Linked DNA regions of Pan troglodytes: region 1 is linked to region 2. The links are chromatin contacts, called in public Hi-C maps. All regions are on one chromosome and are shown on one strand. Each heading gives the region's core, a stretch centred on a gene start, on an enhancer-like site or on the middle of the called end of the contact. The rest is flanking DNA. Distances are from core to core; before and after follow the strand shown.

What was found. A called contact is a pair of places that touch in the nucleus more often than the background predicts.
Region 1: a contact with region 2 is called in a Hi-C map of induced pluripotent stem cells, with 2.1 times the contacts expected there. The contact joins two enhancer-like sites. A contact is called at or near these places in 2 of 7 Hi-C or Micro-C datasets (induced pluripotent stem cells and stem cell-derived neural progenitor cells).

What each region holds. Positions count from the first base shown.
Region 1 is chr18:7,318,026-7,325,102 of NHGRI_mPanTro3-v2.0_pri, reverse strand. It overlaps MGRN1 (mahogunin ring finger 1), which reads right to left. Exons shown (of 17, transcript XM_024349741.3): 9 at 5,771-5,839; 10 at 3,574-3,733; 11 at 20-129. Among named protein-coding and RNA genes, the nearest start is that of NUDT16L1, 20 kb to the left of the region's middle. Within about 2 kb of position 1,347, at least 3 of the 24 cell types and tissues checked have an H3K27ac peak or open chromatin away from gene starts, as enhancers often do. A contact at or near this core is called in induced pluripotent stem cells, where this site is marked.
Region 2 is chr18:7,157,930-7,165,534 of NHGRI_mPanTro3-v2.0_pri, reverse strand. It overlaps CDIP1 (cell death inducing p53 target 1), which reads left to right. Exons shown (of 6, transcript NM_001243097.3): 2 at 1,667-1,756; 3 at 2,187-2,285; 4 at 2,480-2,635; 5 at 3,267-3,540; 6 at 3,648-5,655. The coding sequence starts at 2,201. The coding sequence ends at 3,759. It overlaps HMOX2 (heme oxygenase 2), which reads right to left. Exons shown (of 6, transcript XM_001168788.7): 5 at 6,787-6,913; 6 at 6,423-6,696. The coding sequence ends at 6,569. Among named protein-coding and RNA genes, the nearest start is that of CDIP1, 26 kb to the left of the region's middle. Within about 2 kb of position 4,649, at least 7 of the 24 cell types and tissues checked have an H3K27ac peak or open chromatin away from gene starts, as enhancers often do. A contact at or near this core is called in induced pluripotent stem cells, where this site is marked.

The sequences.
Region 1 (7,077 bases), core at 98-2,597, 160 kb before region 2:
GGCAGGAGGCGGCACTTACAGAGTGCTCATCATGCTCCAGGCTCTGGGCCAGGACGGGGCTGAAGGACACGGGGGACAGGGCTCCTGGCTTCTTCCGCACCGCCCGGATCTGCAGGAGGGCCCGGAACGCTGCGGCAGAAGGAGGGCTCAGATCAGGCCCAGGCGACACACCCAGCCCCGAGGGGACCCTCCAAGCCCCAGGGATCAACACCCCCCCATACACCATAGGGGTCCTGGGGTGACCCCGCTTCCAGATCACAACGGTCTTTTTTTTTCTTTTAGTTTTAAGGAGCAGGAATTTAATAGGCAGGAAAGATGGGGGAAGAAAGAAAGAAGTAGCTCCCTTTACAGAAATAGAGGGAGAGGGGGCTCCAAAGACGAGAGACAGAACTCCCGCAAACACAGTATTAATGAAATGGCCCCGGGCAGGAAACACAGCAAGGCCATGCAGTGCTGCCCAAGGCGGGGCTCCAGAGGGTGTTTCCAAGAGGCTGGTGGCCATGACCCCCAAAGCATCACACCCCTGAAGCTCCAGGCTGCACCCGAGACAGGACGTGACTGCAAATCAGTAGTCCTGGCTGAGCCCAGAGGAGCTCTTGGCTGCAGGACAGGATGGCAGGCGGGGACATCACACTGGGGAAGCTGAGGTGGGGATGTCATGCTGTGGAAACTGAGGCAAGGACATCATGCTGAGGAAGCTGAAGTGGGGACTCACGCCGGGGAAACTGAGGCAAAAACGTCACGCTGGGGAAGCTGAGGGGCACAGACAACAGCCACTGGGAGCAGAGAAGATAAATCAGGACCTAGGATGCCCTGTCATCCCACAGGGCCAGTCCTGTTCACACAAGGGCCCCACAGGCTGCTGTAGAATGTTCCTGAGACACCTTTAGTGACGTGTGCAGGCCAGGAAACCGAACCACCAAACCACCAAACCAAACTAGCCACCTCCAACAAACCAAAACAGGAGAGAGCATCTGCCGTCAGCCCAGGGACAGGGCCTCAGGCCTCCTCTGTGTCAATTTCTACTGAGAATAGCAGGCTCTGCCCTCGGCCGCCTGGGAGGGGCCCCTCTACCGCCACGTCCTTGAGGCTAAAAGCCACACGGGAGCTCTGAACTCCAGTCTGATGGCCCCGACCCACCGACCCCACACACCTGAAGATTCCAGAATTGGACTCGGTTCAGGGCACCCTCCCTGGAAAGCAGCCCTGCTGTATCTCCAGCCACACAGCCTCCCTGAGGCTCAGTCCTCAACACTGCCTGCCTCCTGGGCAGGCACAGAGAACCTTCCTAGAGAGCCCACCCCTGCCCCCACTTCCTGGTCCCTGCCCCCGCAACTCTGTGGCTTTCAGACAGGAGAGGCCAGAGGCCGACAGACAGCCTGGGCCGGCCCTCCCTGCTACAGGATCTGCCACAGGCTGGGCGGCCGGCCTCTCCCTCCAGGCCCCAGCAGCCTCTTCACTTACTCCTGGGAACTGGACACATCAGTGACCCCATGGCCTGACTGCACAGACCAGCGTCCTCGCACAGCCCCACGCCCGGCTTGGAGGTCTGCTGGCCTACTAAGCGCATGTGTCCTGCAGCTGCGCAGGCAAATCCCCAACTATGCTCCGGCCCCACCGCCAGGACCCAGGCCAGGGATTCCAGGATCCAGGGCAAGGGCCTGCCAGTGGGATGCGCACTTTGACCTGGTCGTTTTTTCACCCTGAGAACATTCAGGTTGTTCCCTCTACTGGAAGACACTCAGAACGGGGCCCTACGAGACGGCTTTTCACTGAGGAAATGTCTGGAATGCTCTAGAAAACCCAATTTAATTCCTTGGTCAATTTTCTACCCAGCATACTTTGTTTTCACCTCGCTATAATTTTTTTTTTTTTTTTCGAAACAGGGTCTTCCCCTGTCTCTCAGGCGGGGGTGCAGTGGTGGCACAATCACAGCTCACTGCACCCTCAACCTCCCAGGCTCAGCCGATCCTCCCGCCTCAGCCTTCCAAGTCACTGGTACTATAGCCAACACATCTGGCTAACTTTTAACTTTTTGTACAGATGGGGTTTCGCCATGTTGCCCAGGCTGGTCTCGAACTCTTGGGCTCAAGCGATCCTCCTGCCTTGACCTCCCAAAGTGCTGGGATTATAGGTGTGATCTGCAACCAGCGTTATGCTAAAAATTTATTGAAATATTTTCTATTTTACCTTTAAAATAAAGATCTGAGCTGGCCATGGTGGCTCATGCCCATAATCCCAACACTTTAGGAGGCACGAGGACCACTTAACCCCAAGAGTTTGAGACGAGGCTGGGCAACATAACAAGACCCTGTCTCTACAAAAAAAATTTTAAAAACAAGGCCGGGCCCTGTGGCTCTGCCTGTAATCCCAGCACTTTGGGAGGCCAAGGCAGGCAGATCACTTGAGGTCAGGAGCTTCGGACCAGACTGGGCAACAATGTAAAACCCCATCTCTACTAAAAATACACAAAATAGCCGGGCATGATGGCACACGCCTGTAATCCCAGCAACTCAGGAGGCTGAGTCACAAGAATCATTTGAACCTGGGAGGCAGAGGTTACAGTGAGCCAAGATCCTGCCACTGTACTCCAGCCTAGGCAACAGAGTTAAGACTCTGTCTCAAAATAAATAAATAAAGTAAGTAATTAATTAAAAAGCGGTGGCTCACGCTTGTAATTCCAGCACTTTGGGAGGCCAAGGCGGGCAGATCACGAGGTCAGGAGTTCCAGACCAGCCTGACCAACATGGTGAAACCCCATCTCTACTTAAAACACAAAAATTAGCCAGGCATGGTGGTGCAGGGCTGTAATCCCATCTACTCAGGAGGCTGAGGCAGGAGAATCGCTTAAACCCGGGAGGCGGAGGTTGCAGTGAGCTGAGATTGCAACACTGCACTCCAGCCTGGGTGACAGAGCGAGACTCTATCTCAAAAAAAATAAAATAAAATAGCCAGGCATGGTGGCTCACGCCTGTAACACCAGCACTTTGAGAGGCTGAGGCAGGCAGATTACTTGAGGCCAGGAGTTCAAGACCAGCCTGGCCAACATGGCAAAACCCCATCTCTACTAAAAGTAAAATATTAGCTGGCCATGGTGGCAGTTGCCTGCAATCCCAGCTACTAGGGAGGCTGAGACAGGAGAATTGCTTGAACTCAGGAGGCAGAGGTTACAGTAAGCTGAGAACTCGCTACTGAACTCCAGCCTGGGCGACAGCACGAAACTGTCTCAAACAAAAAATAATAAAAATAAAACAAGAATAAAGATTTCATTCACTGATCAATTTTCGTTCAGTTCATCTGCCCTGGAGCGCCTCTGTAGCCCTTTGTTCTGCAAGCCTTGTCTGGCTGGAGGCAGACGTGAAGATCTGAATGCCCCGTGCTAGCGTCCCTGCCAGCTCTCACGGTGATCGACTCCGACAGCCAACACGCCCACGTTCAGCACAGACTAGATGAATGACAACTCTTCTTTCTTAGCCATCAAGGGACCCGTGTCCCCCTAGCCCAGGACCACCGTGGTGTGGCCAGTCCCTAATTTCCGGAACCTTCCACCAAACAGCCGGCCAGGGAACTCACGCAGCCGGCAGATGGGGCAGTTGTTGGCCTGGTAGCGCAGCGTGTCGGCGCAGGAGGTACAGAGGCACAGGTGGCGGCAGGGCAGGATCAGCGTGTCCCGCAGGTCGGACAGGCACACCACACACTCGTTGCTGTTGTCGCTGTTCTCGTCATCCGAGGGCTGCCGGTACAAGGGCTTGTGGGTCAGCAGCCTCCCAAAGGCCAGAGCACGGCTCCTGCTTCCTGTCCCCAGCTGTCCCACCCCACTCCACCCTACCCTGGGGGCTGTCATGACAAAGAGAAGTCCAGAGGGCAGGGGGAGGTTGCCCCAGAGCAGAATCACCAGGCTCAAATCCAGTGCAAACTCAGCACCTGGCAGAGGGGGAGGGTCTGTGCCCCTCACCCACCCAAATCATGAGAACATGGTCTCTTTCTGTTCTTCAGACCTAAAGAAAAAATGAGGAAGAGATGCACCTAAGAAACACATCTTCCTGAGGGTCAGGGTACCCGTATCTTTGGTTTAAAAAAAACCAAGTTAATGGTCAGGCGCGGTGGCTCACGCCTGTAATCCCAGCACTTTGGGAGGCTGAGGCGGGCAGATCACGAGGTCAGGAGATCGAGACCATCCTGGCTAACATAGTGAAACCCCGTCTCTACTAAAAATACAAAAAATTAGCCGGGCATGGTGGCACGCGCTTGTAGTTCCAGCTACTCAGGAGGCTGAGGCAGGAGAATGGCGTGAACCCAGGAGGCGGAGCTTGCAGTGGGCCAAGATCGCTGCCACTGCACTCCAGCCTGGGCAACAGAGCGAGACTCCGTCTCAAAACAAACAAACAAACAAAAACAAAAAACAAGTTAATATGTTAAAAATATTTTCATTATTGGCAGCTACCAGAAACCACATTAGCAACTGGACCAAAAGAAAGCCAAAAATCTAAAACAGGTGTCCACAAACTAGGGCTGTGGCCTGTTTCTATAAATAAAATCTTACTGGAACACCGCCACACCCACTCATTTTTATACGGTCCCCGCTGCTCCTGTTGTAACGGCAGCGTGGAGTCAGTGCAACAGAGACCATATGCCCGGGCGGCTGAAAACACTCCCTCTCTGGACCTTTTCTCAAAGTGGGCCGCCCCCTGGTATGAAACATGAATGCACTGACTTCCCTGGGTTGAGGCGAGGCCCGGCCAGGTGCTCCGCTCCTGCCACGTGGAGCTGCTCCAGTTGTCCTGGGCCCAGATGCCATAATGAAGCGGGCCTGTGAGACTTTCCAAGAGATCTTAAGAGGCAGGAGTTTCACTCATGTCAGTGTGCCTTTTAACAAGTTCATCGACCAGGCGTGGTGGTCTCAGGCCTGAAATCCCAGCACTTTGGGAGGCTGAGGCGGGCAGATCACTTGAGATCAGAAGTTTGAGACCAGCCTGGCCAACATAGTGAAACCCCATCTCTACTAAAAATACAAAAATTAAAAATTAGGCCGGGCGCAGTGGTTCACGCCTGTAATCCCAGCACTTTGGGGGGCCGAGGAGGGTGGATCGCAAGGTCAGGAGATCAAAACCATCCTGGCCAACATGGTGAAACCCCGTCGCTACTAAAATACAAAAAATTAGCCGGGTGTGGTGGCGTGTGCCTGTGGTCCCAGCTACTCAGGAGGCTGAGGCAGGAGAATCGCTTGAACCCGGGAGGCGGAGGCCACAGTGAGCCAAGATCTCCCTGCTGCATTAAAGCCTGAGCAGCAGAGTGAGACTGACTCAAAAAACAAAAACAAAAAAACTAATTTCATCCCCTGCTACATTCCCTGACTGGGGTACACCACGGCTTATTTGTCAGGCACCAGGGCTGGTTCTATGGACATACAGAATAAGCATCCCTCCCCCAGGAGCTGCACGGACGTGCTGTCTCTGGGGAGGCGGGCAGGAGCCGGGCAGCAGGGTGCCACACACCTGAGCCTAGAGGGTGAGACACTGGCCCCCATTCCTGGGCTGCCCTGGGGAACCTGGATGGCAATTTACATCAGAAGCCAGTGAATTTGCTGGAGAAAGGATAAAATGTTCCCTAAACTGTTAGCTTTAAAAAAAATTAAGGAAAAATGATGTTGTCTAGCGGGTCTAGGACTCCAGGGGAAGGCATGGAAGGGAACCGGCAAGCATTGCTGTCCGCGGCTGCTCCTGGTGTGGGCTTCTGTAACGGCAGAGGGAAACCTCACCCAGGTACACACCTTGGTCTCCTGGTTGTTCTTGTTCTCGATGCCATAGATCTCCTGCAGGAGGTAGCTGACCCGGTCCACCTGGAGAGCAGAGAGGGGCTCACTGGGCCCTCGCCAACTGCCATATGAGGGCTCCTCCATACCCACCTGGCCTAGCCCCGCCTCCAACTTACCAGGCTTCCATCCCAGGGGTCAGTCCAACTCAACCCCTGGGGGCCAGGAGAAGGGCAGGAAAAACCTGCTGCTTGCCCCCACCCAACCAGCAGCACCTGGAACAGGGCTGGAGCCGGTGGCTCTCCCCACTACTGGGGGCCTGAAGCCAACCCACAGGCCCAACCACCACCCCCTGACCACCTCACCACCCCCAACACCACTTGGCTCCACCACCACCAGCCCCACGAGGAAAGCAGGAGCTGACGCCTGAAGGCACCAGACAGCAGCCTAAGTGCCCACTGCTTTCCAGACCCTCCTTCCACAAGACATGAAGCCTCTCTGGTTTCAAAGACGCCAAAGCAATGTCTCCAAGCTGATTCTGTCCTGCCACCCACTCGCAACCAAAAAGCCTCACGCTGACCACATTGCAAAGCGGTTTGTGCTGCTGGGTTTCCCAGAGACCATGGGCCAGGAGCACCACTCCAGGGAGCCCAGGGCCTGCTGGTCAGCTCTCTCAACACAAGGCCCTGCCCATCACTGGGGTCTCCTGTTCCCCTGGTACCTGCAGGGACCTGGACCTGCTAGAGTTTGCTGCACCTCTCTTTTGTTTATTGTGATTTACATTTTAAATAGACAGGGTCTCGCTACATTGCCCAGGCTGGTCTCGAATTCCCAGGCTCAAGCAATCCTCCTGCCTCCACCTCCCATAGTGCTGGGATCATAGGCATAAGCCACTGCACCTGGACAACCTCTCTTCTAAAAAGCTAACAGATGGCCGGGTGCAGTGGCTTACACCTATAATCCCAACACTTTAGTAGGAGGCCGAGGCTGGTAGATCACTTGAGCCCAAAAGTTTGAGACCAGCTTGGCCAACATGGCAAAACCTCATCTCTACAAAAAATACAAAAATTAGCCAGGCATGATGGCGCGTGCCTGTAGTCCCAGCTACTCGGGATGCTGAGGCAGAAGAATCACTTGAACCCAGGAGGTGGAGGCTACAGTAAGCTGGGATCATGCCACTGCACTCCAGCCTCAGCGACAGAGTGAGACTCCATCTCAAAAATACAAAACAAAATAAAACAAAACAAATTAACCAACTGTGGCGGTGCACACCTGCAGTCCCAGCTACTTGGGAGCCTGAGGCACGAGAAATCACTTGAAACTGG
Region 2 (7,605 bases), core at 3,400-5,899:
GTTGCTACAATCGGTTTCAGAGCATCTTCGTTACCCCAGAAGGAGATTCCATGTTCCCCATTTCCCCTCTCCCCCAGACCTAAACAGCTACTAATGTACTTTCCATTTCTATGGGTTTGCCTATTGGGGACATTTCATATAAGTGAAATCATACAGTATGTGGCCTTTTGTGTCTGGCTTCTCTCACCAAGCATGTTTTCAGAGTTCATGCTGTAGGGTGTCAGTGCTTCCTTCCTTTTTATAGCCCAATCGTCTTCCATTGTCTGGGCAGCCTACGGTTTTGTTTATCCACTTTGTTGATGGACATTTGGGTTGTTTCCACTTTTTGGCTATTATGATTCATGCTGTTGTGAACATTTGTGTACAAATTTCTGTGTAGACAGGTTTTCATTTCTTTTGGGCAGATAACTAGGGGTGGAATTGCTGGGTCATCTGGTAACTCTAGGTTTAACCTTTTGAGGAACTGCCAGACTGTTCCTCAAAAGGGGAACAGGGGCTGGCAGTTCTTCAAAAGGTTTGCAGGGGCTGTCCCCTACCAGCAGTGTATGAGGGTTCCAGTTTTTCTACATAATGCCTATTACTGTCTTTTTAAATTTTAGCCATCCTAGTAGATAGGAAATGGTCTCCTTGTGGTTTTGGTTTTCATTTCCCTTATGAAAAGATGCTCAGTAGTTTTTCATGTGCTTTTGGCCATTTGTCTTTTGAGAAGTCTTTGTTCAAATCCTTTTAAAAATTGGGTTGTCTTTCTGTTATTGAGTTGAGTTCTTTGTATTTCTTAATACAAGTCCTTTATCAGATCTATGAATTATAAAATGTGATGGTATCCTTTGAAGCACAAGAGTTTTTCATTCTGATGACATCCACTTTAAGTTTTCTTTCTTTTGTTGCTTTGCTTTTGGTGTCATATCTAAGAAACCACTGCCTAATCGAAGGTCATAAAGATTGATGCCTGCATTTTCTTCTAACAGCTTTTTGATCCCTTTCAGTTTTCAAACTTCCATGGTACTTTATAGTTGAACCCAAGAGCTTGGACTTGGTTCCTCTGGCCCTGCCCCTGATTTGTTAAACTTTATATTCAAACTTATGTGCCCTCCATCCCCTGCAGGTGCTGGGCTGTCTGGGAAACACTCCTTTCCCTGTATTTTTTGTTCCACTGAAACTGATTTTTGTCTCATTTTATTACTTTTAGCTAAGGTAACTGAACCCCACTTCCCAAGTCCTTTATGATGCTAAGTAAGAGCAAAAGCTTCCCACCTTTCTGAGCTGTGCTCAGAGAGTTTGGTGACAGAAATGAGGGAAAAGATTTCACTTGACTCATCTTCCCCCGACCCCCACCTCAACAAACAAACCAGAAGGGCACAGGCCAGAGCACAGCTTGCCTGGCAGTCCTCATGCATGGGAGCTCAGGCCTGGTGGGAGGGGATGCAGAGGGCCCAGCCGTGGCCCTTGGGTGCCAACAGTCTTGGGGGAGGGAGGAAGCAGACCTGTGACAGGACCGAGGAATGGAGGGGTGGTCGGGTGTGTGGATGGCACAGAGTGACAGCTAGGGAGAAGCCTGATGTGGAAGGGGAGGAACTGTGTGGTATGCCCAGGCCCCTGGGCCCAGCCCTGGCTTGGCAGCCCTTGCTCCCTGCTGAGGGCCCTGCCTTTCCTTCCCCTGAAACAGCTCCCGGAGCCCTGCCTGTTCCCTGTCCATCCAGGCCAGCAGCTGAAGGAGCCTCACCTGCCTCCCTTCTCTGGGTAGCACGGATTTGAGGTAAGAAATCCCCCAGAATCCCCATTCCCAGTGCAGCCTGTGGCAGAGATCGATCCAGTGTCTCCTCCGACTGCCTTAGTGCCCGCTAAACGTTTGGGGAGGGGAGAGCTCGGTGCCAAACTGCTCTCGTGTGGGGCAATTGCTGAGTTAGGCTCCTTGGGGGACTTTACCTCACTGGGCCCTGCTTCCTGGGTTCTGTCCTTGCCCTCCAGCTTCCAAACAGGGAAGAGCAGGTGACTACTGAGAGGTGAGGATGGTGGCTCTGGGCTAGGTGGCCCTGGGAAAGGTGGGGGATCCCCAGTGCCTGGAGGCAGACCCTTCTGAGGATGGTCACACGCCTTGTGCAGCATCTTGGCCACCCCCCAGGGCTGAAGGAGAAGGAACCTGGCTGGGAGCTTAGTTCATGTCTGGGTTTTCCCTCCATGTCCAGGAGAAGCAGCGAAGATGTCCAACGAGCCTCCCCCTCCTTATCCTGGGGGCCCCACAGCCCCACTTCTGGAAGAGAAAAGTGGAGCCCCGCCCACCCCAGGTAGGGGGTCACTGTTCCTGAGGCTCCATATTGCAGCCCCCTGCCCCCATGGCATGGTTGGGACTCTCTAAGTGGTGATGCCCACTCCAGGGTTACCCCTGGGCTCCATCTGTGTCCCAAAACAGTGGCCTCTGGTCCAGCTCATCGTGCAGAGGCTCCAGCTCAGTCTCCTCTTTCTGCCTCTCTCTGTCCAGGCCGTTCCTCCCCAGCTGTGATGCAGCCCCCTCCAGGCATGCCACTGCCCCCTGCGGACATTGGCCCCCCACCCTATGAGCCGCCGGGTCACCCAATGCCCCAGCCTGGCTTCATCCCCCCACACATGAGTGCAGATGGCACCTACATGCCTCCGGGTGAGTGGGGAAGGGATCTGAGGGGAGCATGGGGAACTCCTGGCTGCTGTCTGGCCTGCGCTGGCTGTCCTCAGTACAGGTGGGCATCTGCTGTAGGGCAGGGACTCCAACACGCCCAACCAGCCCTTGCCTAGGGCTCAGGCTGTGTGTGGACAGGGACTGTGGACGTGGGAAGGTGGGACTGCTCTTATTCAGGCTGGTCAGGAAGGGCTGGTCCTTGGCACACCAGGACCTGACATGGGTGGGGAGGGGCGCCTTGTGTGCAGCAGAGGGGTGGGTGACCCGCAAGGCTTTCCCTCCCTTGGTCATGGGCTTGAGGCTGAGTGCCCTGTCCTTGCATGCTGGAGACAGACAGAGGAGCAGAGGGACCGGGCCATGTGCCTGGCTCTCTGCCACATCTGTCATGGGCCCCAAGGGGTGGGGACCAGGAAGGGCTGGGAGAATGTGGCCCCACTTGACTTAGGGCCCCAGCTGTAAGGCCTCCCACTGGCCCATTAGGAGGGCGGTAGGAAGTCTGAGGCGTAGCCTTGCACGCTGGGCGCTGTGGACCGTGGGGCTTTGCGCCAATCTCTTTGTCTGGTGCAGGTGGCAGGCCAGTGACCTCTCGCCTCCATCTTCTGTGCCATTCCAGGTTTCTACCCTCCTCCAGGCCCCCACCCACCCATGGGCTACTACCCCCCAGGGCCCTACACGCCAGGGCCCTACCCTGGCCCTGGGGGCCACACAGCCACAGTCCTGGTCCCTTCAGGAGCTGCCACCACGGTGACAGTGCTGCAGGGAGAGATCTTTGAGGGAGCGCCTGTGCAGACGGTGTGTCCCCACTGCCAGCAGGCCATCACCACCAAGATCTCCTACGAGATTGGCTTGATGAATTTCGTGCTGGGTTTCTTCTGTTGCTTCATGGGGTAGGTGGTGTGGGCATTGGTAGGGTGGGGGCTGCACCAGGGTCAACTGGCTGCCTCTGCCTCCTCCGCAGCAGGCCTCAGCCTGTTCTTCCCTGTCTCTGATTCAGATGTGATCTGGGCTGCTGCCTGATCCCCTGCCTCATCAATGACTTCAAGGATGTGACGCACACATGCCCCAGCTGCAAAGCCTACATCTACACGTACAAGCGCCTGTGCTAACGGAGCTGGGACTCGGGACTCCCCTGCCTGTCAGTCTGGCCCCCTGTGCTTTGCTCCCTGCGCTCAGTGGTCACTTTCCCGCTCCCACTTGGGGCTGGGAGCCGTGCCACCATCCCCTAGAAGTCCTGTCCTCTTCACCCTGCCCTACCTGAGCAGCTGACTCTTCTGGCAAAAATTCTGTTGGGATTTAAGGCCAAGGGTCAGTGGGTGGCAGGGGGCTGGCAATGAGCTTGTGTGTTGTTGGTCTGCTTGGTGTGTGTGATCGGGAAGATAAGCTGGGAGGGGTCTCCTGCTGGGGTCCTGATTCCTCTGTTTCCAAACAAGGTACAGGTTCAGTCCAGACTCTTTCCCCCTGGGACCAACAGCAGCCAGAGCAGTAGCCAGTTAGTCCCCAGGCCTGTGGCCACAGGCGTTTCTGACCTGCTGGGCCGAGAATGGGTAAGTTGTCTGGAGTCAGGTGGGCCCACGTAGGACAGGGTCACAAAGCCTGGGTTTGTTTCTGGGTACATTGCGCCTCTGGGGTGCTAGAGGTGGGGCATGGTGGCTGGAAGTAAAACTGCCAACTCTGGCCCTCAGAACTCTCAGGTATAGAAGCCCAGGATGTCTAATACCCTGTCCCAGTGCCCGAGAGCTGCCTGGTGTCAGGTAGAGAGGACACTGTACCTGGGTGAATGATCAGACCCTGGTAGCTAAGAAGGAACTTGTCCCTTTGAGTCAGTGTGCAGACCCCCTTTCAGGCCATGCCTCTGTGAACCCTGTATTGCTGGGGCCGGAAGGAGCCCCTGAGCCTAGCCCCTTCCCGTCTGCCCTGTGTCCTCACTGCGTGTGGGTATGACCTCTGCCTGGTGGCTGGTGTGTCCCAACTGGGCAAGAGATGGCAGAGGGTCCCCCTTGTGGGTGCGCTTGGATGTGCAGAGCCTTCTCCATGGATTTTCTTCCCTGTAAGTGCCAGGCCCCTCGCCCCAGCTGACAGGCTGTTGCTGTGCCTGCTCACACCTGCTCCTGCAGGCACACTGGGCTAGGGACGAGGAAGGAGCAGCCACAAGTGGTAGAACTGCCTTGGTGGACACCAGCCTCGCCCTGTCTTTATTTCCTGAATGGTTTGTGAACTTGCTCACCTGGACCGCTGTATCCTGCCACTGTCCTTCCTGGTCTCGCACTGCCACTGCATGGCCTCCTGTCACTGTGAATCGTGGCCCAGTCTCAGTTTGTAGTTTCTCATTAAATTGGCCCTTTCACTCCCCCGCCCTGGGCCTCTGCTCTCTTGCCTGGCTTCCTTCTTTTTTGAGGGAAAGAGGGTGGGGCTGCAGGCAGTCTACTGGCAGGACGGGAGGCTGAGTCCTCAGGGTCTCACACCCTCAGTGCTGATGCCATGCCAACTGCCTGGGACAACACCAACACGTAAGGACCTAATTAAACGAAACCAGAGTCGGGTGTAGACCAGCCCTGGGATTTCCAGCTGTGACTGGGCCAGGGCACACGTTGGTCTCGGCAGTGGCTGTAAGGTCACCTTCCTTCCTCTGATGCTGGTTTCAACCATCTATATATGGCATCCACGCATGGGATCTGCAAGCTGGAGCCCTCCTACCCGCAGGCTTGAGCACAGCATCATCCAGCCCTGGGGAGGCGCACCCTTAAGCAAGACAGACTCGGCCGAGGCTGACAGGCAGAAGACTAACAGAGCGCAGTCTGCACACGCAGGTTCTGGGCCACCTCTGGCCCTGGCCATCTCTGCACTAACTCATCTGAATTATGAAGGTGGCAGTCTTGGTCAGTAGTTTAAAGAGTTTCCCTACTTTTTAACCCTTTTTGAAATAAAACTTTTACAGGTAGTAGATTCCTATTAATAAAATTATTTAAGTTCACGTTTCTCTTTTAGAGAATGAATTGTTTAAATACAAATATGTGCTTTTTTAAAACCCTTATTTTTAAATATATATATATATTTTAAAAAAACCTTTTAAGTAGGAAACCTCTAAGGTATTTCTGAGCTAAAAAATAGCAGTGCTGGATACACTTTAAAGATCTTTGCAAGACGGTTAGAGTGACTTTGCTTTGGAGACTAGAGGTGCTGGAGAGTAGACCAAGAGCAGGAGGTGGCTGCTGGGAGCCATGATGGACGATGTCCACTCCCCACACAGACATAACATGCCCTTGCTTCTGAGGGACTCTCCTATGGGGAGGTGGCTTGACCCACCCGGTGCCAGGAGGCAGGGAAGGAGGTAGCTTGCAAAGCCCACTATTGAGTGCTGGAGCATTTACACAGCGCGGAGGAGATAAGCTGGGGCTGAGCAAACCGCACCCAAGGGGTTAGAGGGATTCTGGGTGAGAGGGATGAGCTCCCAAGGCCTCTGAGGCTTCCACCCACACCCACCCTCACTCCCAGGGTCCAAGAGAGGACCAGAAGTTGTACAGCAGCATCCAGCAAGGCCCCCTCCCACAGCTTGGGCTTACAGGCCACTCACCTCCAACAGGGGAGATAGTCACCCATGTACTGCAAAAACGGGGACTACCGGAAGCAGCCTAGGGCCCAGAAGTGTGGAAGCCTGGAGTAGAGCTGGGTCGGGGGCCAGGCCTGCTGCACTGTGCCGACTGCTCCCAGGGTGACAGCCTGTGCCCAGTGCGGAATATGGCCCATAGAGAGGATGCTGTCAGGCAGAGGCTCTAGCATCTGGCTTTTATTGGTTGCCTTTCTTAAACCCAGCATTTTTTAAAAAGTCACCTGAGGTGGTAGTTTAGTCAGGGCTGGAGAAAGGGGTAGGCCAGTGGTCAGTCGGGAGGAGGGTACCGGTGTGGCATGATGGGTCCTTCACATGTAGTACCAGGCCAAGAGTCCAGCAGCTAGGGCCACACCAGCGGCCAGGATGAACTGGAGGCTGGGCTTCCTCAGCACAGCCATAGCTGTTCGGAAGGGACAGCTGCTGCCCTCCAGGGCACCTGTGTGGCAGCACCAATAGGAGACATGGCATCAGTGGAGTCTCCTGCTACACCTTCCCCAGGAGGGGAGGTCAGGACACACAGACCTACCTTTGTCTTGTTCAGCAGCGTAGAAAGGGCATTTACGCATGTCTCCTTTCCCATCGTGTACAGGGAACCCATCCTCCAAGGTCTCTCTGGCCAGTGTGGAGCCGGCCTGGTCCAGTTCATTGAATATCTGCAGGAGCAGAGGATCGACTGAGCCATCTCTGGGCTGCCCATACTTTTTTTTTTTTTTTAAATGTCTTTTGAGATGAGGTCTCTGTTGCCCAGGCTGGAGTGCAGTGTTATGAACATGGCTAACTCACTGCAGCCTCAAACTCCTAGGCTCAAGTGGTCCTCCCACCTTATCCTCCTACGTGTGTGTACCACCATACCTGGCTAATTTTTAAATTTTGTGGGGAGATGGTGTCTCACCTTGGTTGCCCAGGCTGGTCTTCAACTCCTGGGGTCAAGTAATCCCCCTGCCTCAGCCTCCCAAAGTGCTGGGATTACAGGCATGAGCTACTGCGCCTGGCTACACTCTCCTTTTAGAGGACGCCCTCCAGAGAGAGAGAGCTGGAGCAGGTGAGCTTGCTCAGGTGTGCCAACTACACAGCAAGCAGCACTGGTGGGCGGCAGCTGCACTGCCTGATGCTCCTCCCTCCCTAGCATGAGCTCTGGGGAGGTGTGGATGTTGGTACCCCAAGAAGGCTGCCAAATGCTGGGTCTCCCCTGGGAACTGACCAGAGATGTACCCCCATGCCTAGCCTTCTCTGAGGTGGCTCAAGCCACTGAAACTACCACAGCACGGACAGGAGGGCATGAGTACATCCCCATTTCTAGGTGCTGGTTATTTTTTTATCAAGAAGCAACAGAAAACCTGGAACA